Linked DNA regions of Hordeum vulgare: region 2 is linked to region 1. Evidence: chromatin contacts called from public Hi-C data. All regions are on one chromosome and are shown on one strand. The core of a region is the stretch at or near the end of the contact, and the rest is flanking DNA. Distances in the headings are between cores, read along the strand shown.

What was found. A called contact is a pair of places that touch in the nucleus more often than the background predicts.
Region 2: a contact with region 1 is called in a Hi-C map of seedling, with 10 times the contacts expected there. The contact joins the promoter of LOC123397089 here to the promoter of LOC123398635 in region 1. A contact is called at or near these places in 1 of 6 Hi-C or Micro-C datasets (seedling) and 1 of 1 datasets of contacts at active chromatin or transcription factors (embryo).

The regions. Positions count from the first base shown.
Region 1 is chr5H:430,156,059-430,161,103 of MorexV3_pseudomolecules_assembly, forward strand. It overlaps LOC123398635 (serine/threonine-protein kinase RIPK-like), which reads left to right and starts at 2,138. Exons shown (of 4, transcript XM_045093086.1): 1 at 2,138-3,196; 2 at 3,308-3,443; 3 at 3,850-3,986; 4 at 4,509-5,045. The coding sequence starts at 2,789. It overlaps LOC123398636 (a long non-coding RNA gene), which reads right to left and starts at 3,919. Exons shown (of 3, transcript XR_006610224.1): 1 at 3,827-3,919; 2 at 3,561-3,647; 3 at 3,373-3,465.
Region 2 is chr5H:430,579,229-430,584,273 of MorexV3_pseudomolecules_assembly, forward strand. It overlaps LOC123397089 (ribosome production factor 2 homolog), which reads left to right and starts at 3,113. Exons shown (of 7, transcript XM_045091773.1): 1 at 3,113-3,221; 2 at 3,444-3,599; 3 at 4,008-4,211; 4 at 4,478-4,723; 5 at 4,812-5,045. The coding sequence starts at 3,522.

The DNA.
Region 1 (5,045 bases), core at 888-3,387:
ACAAGTCAGGGTGCTAAAGGACATGTTCTTTAGTACACCGACACTCCTCCTTCACACGACATCTGATTCGGACTCCATGGTTGACACGTGGAGACGGTGGTGCTAGACTGTGGCCCATGACTCTGCAGCGCCATTTTCATGTGCAGCACAAATTCGTCGTCCGTATCGGCTGCGTCGGCGAGGAGGGGTGACTTCTGCTCCTCGTTGTCCAAGGAGATCGGCTTCTACTTGATGTTCTTTGGAGCCATTGATGACGAGGAGCCTAAAGACCGTGGGTGATGATGCTAACTCGATCCAAGGCTCTCGCTGATCCAGAGTCATGCGATGGTCGCCACTTGTAGGCAATAGACGACTTTTTTTTGAGGGAAGGCAATAGACGACTTGCCATCACGATGGATGTGTTTTTGGTGTGCATCGGCTTTTAGAGGAGTGTAGCGTTTTCGTCCGAGGCTGGCCGACTTTAATAGCCGAAGCAAACCCAATTATACTTGAATGACCCTGTTTGGATACTCTAAGTCGGTTAGAGGTTAGAGTTAGATTCTAACCCTAAACTAACACTGAATTAACTCTAACCAAATAGGTGTTTGGATGACAGGGTTGGATTGATAATAAATGCTCTTTTTCAATCATTTGGCTACTTTGGATCCTATTTCCTGTCGGATTTGATGTGGTCGGTTTTTTCAATCATTTGGCTACTTTGGATCCTATTTCCTGTCGGATTTGATGTGGTCGGTTTTTTCAATCATTTGGCTACTTTGGATCCTATTTCCTGTCGGATTTGATGTGGTAGGTCCTTATGTGGCCTCCTCCCGCTCACAATTGGCATAAACAAACATTCTTTACAAATCAACATGTAATGAGGTCAGCCAATGTGGAGACTCATCTTTGTGCAAAGCATGCTGGCACATTGACGGTCACCGAAAGTTAAACTGATGATAGACCATCCTTCCTGTTCACCAGTCTGTTGGCTGATGATGCTAAAGTTAAACTGATGATAGACCATCCTTCCTGTTCACCAGTCTGTTGGCTGATGATGCCAGGAGCACTTTTGTTGAGTAAATCTCTCGAGTTTGAATGCAAAAAAAAAAAGTAAGCGAAATTATTTTTCTTTCGTTGGACCAATGTGTGAACATCTATATTGTTTACTCGGTAAAAACGGAGTAACAAATACGAGAGTTTTGACCCTGTAAAACCTGTGTGGTACCTTGAATTTCGCCTAATTTTAAAGATACAGGTAGTGACAACGCCGGTGTTTATCAGAAAGATCTGCAGAAAAATATTGCCAGGCCTTTCTCATCTTCTTGGCCTGTTAACCTTCCAATCCCTCCAGCATTCCACTCAAGTTTTTACCAAAACAGCCTTGCACAACACCATGTCCAAATTCGAACCTCCCAAGGTGAATGAATTTACTGCAAATGCGCATATTTTATTCCTAATTAAGCCTCAGTTTCATTTCATGTCCGTTTAGACCATAGTCGTTCATGCAAATTAAATTAAAGCAAACTGCAAAAGGCACCTGTAGCATAACTGATGAAACCCACGGCGACCGTAGCACAAAACCACGTCTACTAAACCAAATGAGAAGGTGCTTGGATCCAAGAGACTAAAACTAATCGGACTAAAACTAGTCTCTTTAAGAGGCTAAAGTTACAAGCACCCCTGACTAAAGAGAGACTAAAACTAGACTTGAGGCTAAAATCTTTTAGTCAGGGGTACCCCTACTAAAATGTATATTAGTCCTCTCTCTCCTCATTTAACTCCCCAGGCAAGTTCTGGATTGGAGGGTTTGAAGGATAATAAATGTTCATTACCTTGATTTTAGTCTTTTTAGTACTTGAATCCAAGCATGAATGAGGCTAGCAAGTTTTAGAGGGTGCTTGGATCCAAGAGACTAAAACTAGTCTCTTTAATAGGCTAAAGTTCCAAACACCCCTGACTAAAGAGAGGTTAAAACTAGTCTTGAGGCTAAAATCTTTTAGTCAGGGATACCCCTACTAAAATGTGCATTAGTTCTCTCTCTCCTCATTTAACTCCTCATGCAAGTTCTGGATTGGAGTGTTTGAAGGATAATAAATGCTCATTAACTTGATTGTAGTCTCTTTAGTACTTGGATCCAAGCATGGGTGAGACTAGCAAGTTTTAGTCTCATTACTTTTAGTGATGGAACTAAAACGTATCCAAGCACCCTCTTAGTCTCATTACTTTTAGTCATGATACTAAAACATATACAAGCACCCTCTTAACCTAGGAGGAAGTTGAATGGTCAGTTTAATCATCCTAGCCTACGTCCGATGGTCCAGCCCCGGACAGCTTTTCACCATAAAAACGCGAAGCCGCGGTTCGATCTGGTATATGAAACCGCGGTGTGACATGCCATGCATCCACCCATGTTCGTTCCCACAAGGTAGGCTTGAGTCAACTCCATGAAACATAAGCAACCTACGCCTGTAGAAACTCTGGTTGGAGGGCCGCTCGCGCCACCAACCACCACCATTCCCTTCCCCTGTTTCGCCATCCATCACATCATCGGCTGTTTTGTCCTACCGCAGAGTGTCGAGCCGCGGACAACGAGCCCATCCGTGTGGCACAGGCAGCCGCCCACACTCCACACTTATATAAAGGCCCGGCTAGCCGCTCCACCATAGCATCCACCCAAAGCCGGTCTCCGCCTTCTCTCCAGTCCTGCTCACCCTCTCCCTCACCCTGCATTCACAGCTCCTGGGAGGAGGAGGGAACCTCTCTTGATCCTTCGGTATTGATATATATCCGGAACTTGTCGCTTCTTGCCATGGCTGCCAAATCCTGGAACCCCTTCCCCTGCTGCGTCGGCGGCAGCAGAGTGGCGGACAACGACTACGACGACCGCACCTCGCGACGGCGTACCGGCCGGAGCGTGAAACGCTGCCCGAGGTCGTCGTCGAGGATGTCCTTCAAGAGCCTCAGCTCGTCGGGGACGCTGTCGCCGGAGGACCTGTCCATCACGCTCTCCGGCTCCAACCTGCACGCCTTCACCTACGCCGAGCTCCGGACCGCCACGGGGAGCTTCTCCCGCGCCAACTACCTCGGCTGCGGTGGCTTCGGCCCGGTCTACAAGGGCGCCGTCGACGAAAACCTCCGCCCCGGGCTGGCCGCGCAGGCCGTCGCCGTCAAGTACCTCGACCTGGACTGCGGCACGCAGGGCCACAAGGAGTGGCTGGTGAGTGCCAAACAGAGTCCAATGCACGCGCCGGCACGATCAGATGCTGGCCTGATCAATTCGGAGTCTGATCGCTGAACATCTGGCTTATTATGTCGGTTGTTGTTACAGGCTGAGGTTTTCTTTCTTGGTCAATTGAGGCACAAGAACCTGGTGAAGTTGATCGGGTACTGCTACGAGGACGAACACCGGATGCTGGTGTACGAGTTCATGAACGCCGGAAGCCTCGAGACGCACCTCTTCAAAAGTGAGTTCTTCACTGCTTTTTGCTGTCGATTGATCATTCTAAGGATTACTACGTTTGGTGGTTCTTGGAGACCAGCAAGATAAAGAAATGTGTTAATTTGGAAACCTGGGCACGTACTGAGTGCCATCTGGTCCGTTAGCGATGAGCTGTTCTTCTCCCCTGAAGTTTCTTTTCTCCAAGTCAAGAGGACAGATGAGCTGCTATCTGCCTTCCAAAAGAGCAACACACGCTTTCTCTTTTTAAAAATCAGATGAATGTAGATATTGGATATTTACTAAAAAGGGATACTAGATATTTTAGATTAAAAAAAATATTTATTCTACCAACTTCCTGGTGCTTGCAAGTTACTACTGCTCTTGGTCAACGTGGAGGAGGAAACTGACCTGAAACATCCTATTTCCTTCAGGCACAAATGGCTCTCTCCCGTGGATGACAAGGATGAAGATTGCTGTCGGCGCGGCCAAGGGCCTTGCCTTTCTCCACGATGCCGACCCGCCGGTGATCTACCGCGACTTCAAGGCCTCTAACATCTTGCTCGACTCGGTAAGCCACCCGTAACTTCAGACTTTCTGCAAAGAAAAGAAGCACTTCTGAAAATGATTCTAATTTGGGAACTGTAGTGGTGGTTACTAATAAATGGGGTCGGGGTCGAACACAACTTCACACCTCCTACGCTAGAATTACTACAAAAGTGTCTGAAAAACGACAAATAATTCGATCTTAAATCTTCATTTCCAACCTTTAGCTTCTGACCAGTTGAACCATCCAAGATGACATGTTTCTGAACTTAGCTGGCTCAGTGTGTTATGGGCATCCCTGACCTAACTGAAACTCTGAAGATTCTTGGATGAATGCCAAATCTGAGAAATCCAATTAATCGAGATACATTTAGCAGTCATGCTCAGGTTCAAAGAAACACCTATAGATTAGTAATTCACAAACAGTAGTACAACTGTACAAATATGTTTACCTTGCATCTACTTTGAGAGAATTGTTCAGCTTATACATCATTGTATTTCACTTCGTGTTATCTCCCTAACAAAATTTCAATGCTTGATATTTCAGGATTACAACACCAAGTTGTCCGACTTTGGGCTGGCCAAGGATGGGCCTCAGGGCGACGCGACACACGTGACAACGCGTGTCATGGGGACGCATGGTTATGCAGCGCCAGAATACATCATGACGGGTCACTTGACCGCCAAGAGCGATGTATATAGCTTTGGTGTAGTGCTCCTGGAGCTCCTGTCCGGGTTGCGGTCAGTGGACCGTGCACGGCGGCTCAGGGAGCAGAACCTGGTGGACTGGGCTAGACCATACCTCAAGCGCTCGGACAGGTTGTACAAAGTCATGGACCCAGCTCTTGAGTGCCAATACTCATGTAAAGGCGCCGAGGTGGCAGCACTGGTGGCATACAAGTGTCTCAGTCAGAACCCAAAGTCTAGGCCTACCATGAGGGAAGTGGTTAAGGCCCTCGAGCCCGTCCTCGGCATGGAAGACTTCTTCCCTGTGGGCCCTTTTGTGTTCACAGTCATTGTGGAAGAGGACAAGGTAGTAGACATGAAAGTGGAGGTCGAGGAGAAGCACCAGCACCATCGCCAG
Region 2 (5,045 bases), core at 1,863-4,362, 420 kb after region 1:
CTTCCTTTAAAAAATGCTATTTTTTTAAAAGTCAAGGTTTATTTTAAAAATTCATAAGCGCTTTGTAAACATTATGGTTGAAAAATGTCACAAAATTTCATGACACACCCGTACAACGAATGTAGCTGCTTGTTGGCTTGTTGCCCTTAAAAAAGTGAAGAGAGAAGTTGTGTGGCACTGTGATTAAGGGAGTTTAGCGGGCTACACATTTAAAGAAAGCTACATGCAAGATTTACACGGTGCCGAATACCCCCTTTTGCACTCCTGCCTTGTACACATTTAAAGTACATATTGGCATGTAATTTGTTAGGATTTGGTTGGCTAAATCCTATTCTAAGAATCTTTCCCCCTTTTGCACTCCTCACTTGTTTTAATGAGCAATTTTTGCACTCCTGCCTTTTTTTAATCTAAACATACTTTATTCTTATTGGGTAAACAAGTTCGGCAAAATATATAATAATATATAGTTAAGTTTGACAAGTTTGACTTTTTGAAAAATAATACAGTTAAGTTTTGTTTTGTCTTGTCTATAGTTAAGAAACGCATACAATATTTAGGAACGGAGGGGGTATGTATGAATACAATGTATAGAAAAATGTTGATGAATTTTAACATTTGCAAAAGTTTGTTATGTATTTACAATTAATTAGTATATATATATGTAGACAATAGATTCTCTTAGTCATTTAATAATGAATTTATCAAAAATGCCTCCATTATGCATGTGTACAAGTTGATCCAATTTTTTTTTCTGATATCATCTACATACCCTAGCTAGCTAGCTTCTATATATCACGTTGTCTGTCAAAGTATTGAAGAAATCCATGGCTTCATCATTAGCTGGTACTAATAGGCGCATGATGCCATGAAGCTCTCGAAAGTTTTTTGGAACGGAGTTCCTGATAGGATAATTCGCTTTTTGGTAAGAAGTTCAGCAAAGTCCTTGCAAAAAGCGATATTCGGATGACTCTTGTTGAACATCGTACCAAAAAGTCAATTATTCTATTCGGGACTCCGTTCCAACATAATTTTGGAGACCTTCATAGCATCATGCGCCTATTACTTCCGGCTAATGATGAAGTCATGATTTTCTTGAATCCTTTGACAGTAGACAACGTGACATATAGAAGGGTAGATGAGATCATGAAAAATATGGACCATTTTCTGTACATCGAGAATGTCGCCATTTAGTTAAATCCCTTGAAGGTTAAGAGAATCCGTTATGATTCTGAATCATGTTCCTAGCCAGGGACTAAAGGTTCCTCGTATATAAGAAATCACAATCCAATCATTTTTATCATTTACAATTCTTTTTATCATGATCTAATATATACGCACACAATTAATATGTTCATATCGATCTTCTTTTCTAATAAAGATGAAAGGCATGCGGGATCGGTTCCTACCAACGGATCGTGTACAAGCAATATTCAAGAGGAAATAGCGGAATTTTTGTTCGACCAGGTCATAAATCCCAAAGTAGAATAACATTACAAGTTGTAATGCCTCCATGTAATGAAATGCTAATTGTAGGGAAAATTATATATATATATATATATATATATATATATATATATATATATATATATATATATATATATATATATATGTATGTGTGAATGCCCGTGCGAGAAATTCGATGATATATATATGATCAGTTGTACGAGAAATTCTATTTTTATATACGCATAACATGTACAATATGTAGTATGTAGCGTAAGATATGTTCTAAATGAAAAAGAATTAAATGAAAAACAGAAAATGAAAAGCAAAAATAAACAATAAACCTCAAAATCTCAAACCCCCAAATCAACAAAGTCTCTAGTCTCGGTTGGTAACACCAACCGGGACTAAAGGTCCTGACCACGCCTCGCACGCTGCCAGCCACGTGGAAGGGTATTAGTCCTGATTCGTGGCAAACAGGGACTAAAGGTGGGGGGTCTTTAGTCCCAAGTTAATAGTCCCGGTTAGAGAACCGAGACTATAGGCCCTTACGAACCGGGACTATAGCCCCGTTTTATACTGGTGATACAATGTAGGCCTGACGGATTTCTGAGTCACACATGACGCGTGTAATCTAGACCAAAATCATGTTTGGCAAGTCTATGTGCCTCGACATTACACTCTCTTCCTTCAATGATGAAGGAGCATTGTTGGAAATTTTTGGATGTCTCCAATATCTCTATAATAACGGTCGTGTATACGCCTCCAGTGTTGTTTTTTTATGTCAAGCACAATACCCTAGCAGTCCGATGCCACTATCACATGCAATACCCCAAAGGTCCGTAACGATCGCAAGTGCTTCACGACACGCAAGTGCTTCCAGGGTGGCTAGATCAATAATACCCTTACACCGGATAGCTAAAGCACCCAAGAACACGCCTGCAGAGTCTCTGCAAACTGCACTGAAGGAACCTTCGACCCGATTTCGTGCTACGCACCATCAAACCAGATCTTCACAGTACCTTGGGGAGGAGGAACCCAACCTTATTGCACTTGACGCGACACCTGTGCCCCCTGTGATGTCATGGTTTACATTCCTTCAACTCGCACAGATACTTCATGATGAAATTGTGTGTCTATTGCGGCGACTGGAAAATATGCTCGTTTTTTAGGGGGTAAAACAACTTTATTCATCATAAACCACATAATGTGGCATACAATTTGGGTCATGGGGCTGCCCCAACCAGGTGTGGCGCCCCGGCCCTCTAAGAAGGAAAAACTTAGCTAAATGGTGTGCCTCCATATTGGCTGCACGTCCTTCAAAAACAAAATTAATCCGTTATTTCCCATGCTCCCATTATTAATGTCCAAAATCGTGCAATAACCATCCTCTACAGATTGAGATCTGCTGCAAGCGCTAGGGCTTCTGCATGCGATGGTCACGAGAGATTTAGAAGTCAGGCCTTGTGAAAATGGATGGAGTTTGAGGGTAATCGGCCCAATCACGCTGTTAGTGAGATTTAGCGCATAGTCTGCCTTGAGCCAGCAATTTACGGCCCAAGATAGATAAAGGGCATCTTTGCCGCGGCCCAGATAGATCCTAGAGAGACCACGAAGCGGCCCGATGGCCTGCTGCGCAAGACAGCCCCTCCCCTAAACCACCACCCGTGAAAACCCTGGTTCTCCCACCTCACACGAACGAAAGCCCTAGCGCTCTCTCCCTTCGCCTCTCACACCCGGCGGCGGCGGTCGAACGAGGGCACCCGGCGGCGGCAGAGGTCAGCCTCCCACCTCCCTCCCTCCCTTCCCCCAGCCTCTCTCCTCTCCCTTCTCTCCCATCTCGTGAGTCGCGCGGCGCCAGCGTCAGGACGCGCGTCCGGCCGCGGCGTACGGATTCGCCGGGGATGCTGCTGGGCGCAGCTGAGTTTTGTGCTGGTCGTGTGTTCCGCCCTTCTCCTGTCACCTCTCTTCGCACTGACCTATAATTTTTGTTTTTGCAGCGACGAATAGGTGCTTTCCAAGCCTAGACAGAGGACTCAACCCGTTTCCCGGGCGGCTTTGTGTTGTATCGGAGGAGGATGAGCAAGATGGGTCCGATCAGGGTTCCCAAGACCATGCGCGCCAAGCGCGAGCTCCTCAAGCACGCGCCCAAGCTCGTAAGCTTCTCTCCCCTTCCATCCTTTCTGCAGCTGTTGCAAACGTGCCTCGAGTTACATTGCGAGAAGAACACTATCCTCGTTTAATTGTTACAGATATGGAACCATGCAGCGTAAATAATTGTTGTAATGTATATAGATACAACGAATTATATGGTAGTTTTTCTTAATGTAGTATGTATGTTATTGTCTTTGTGATTGCGGCCGAGCGTAGACTGGCATCTTCCAGCAATTTCCCAAATTAGTTGCGGGGAGTAGTGTGCTGCAACACTGTATTCTTGTATTGGAACCGAGTTACACACAAAAGGAGTGGCCATATTTTCTGGCACATATTCTATGCTCTGTACAGATAACCACATGCAAATCTTAATTTAGTTGCTTAACCACATGTTCTACTGCTTGATCCAGGTTGAGAATGGCAAGAAGATGCTTATTCTCCATGGTACAAAGACCAGCGCAGTTTTGAACTCTGTGCTGGCAGATTTTTTTCACCTGAAGCGTGATCATGCTGTCAAGTTCACCAAGAAGAACGACAGCATCAGGCCATTTGAGAGCGGGGGTGAAACTTCCCTGGAGTTCTTCTCCCTTAAATCTGACTGCAGCCTTTTAGTGGTAAGTTGTATTATGCTGCCTTGATTTGTTTTGTTATGTAGTTCATGGGAATGAGGAATTGTTATTCATTTGAGAAAATAAATATCAAATCGATGATTCTCTCAATTAAATCTCATTAATAATGAGCTAGATAGTGACTTTCTGAACACCAGTATGGAACCTGTTTCCATGTCTGTTATAATGATTTTATCATTTCCCTTTGCATGCTAAATGTAGAGAATATTATTCTCCATTATTTTTAACTGTAACTACTTACGTGTCTGCAGTATGGTTCGCATTCAAAGAAGAGGCCCAACAATCTTGTTTTGGGAAGGACTTATGATCACCACATATATGACCTTGTTGAAGTAGGAGTTGAGAACTACAAATCCATAGAATCCTATGCATATGATAAGAAGTTGGCACCTAAACTTGGGACAAAGCCTTTCTTTGCTTTCATTGGGGAGCACTTTGAGAGTGTTGAAGGGCTGAAGCATTTGAAGGAAATGCTGCTTGATCATTTCAAAGGAGAGGTGCGTATCTTTATATATAAGTTGGCGTGTAGGATACATATAGATAATCTGTTGAGCTTAATTAGTAACCAGTTCATTTTTGATACAGGTAGTAGAGAATCTGAACCTTGCTGGTGTAGATAGGATATTCGTGTGCACAGCAATTTCTCCTACTACTGTCTACATGATGCACTGTGCTCTCCGTCTAAAAAGGTCAGGCACATCTATTCCCAGAATGGAGCTGGTTGAAGTTGGTCCTTCAATGGATCTGGTACTTAGGCGGCACCGACAAGCAGCTGATAGTCTGCAGAAAGAAGCTATGAAGGCTCCTGGTCATGCTAAG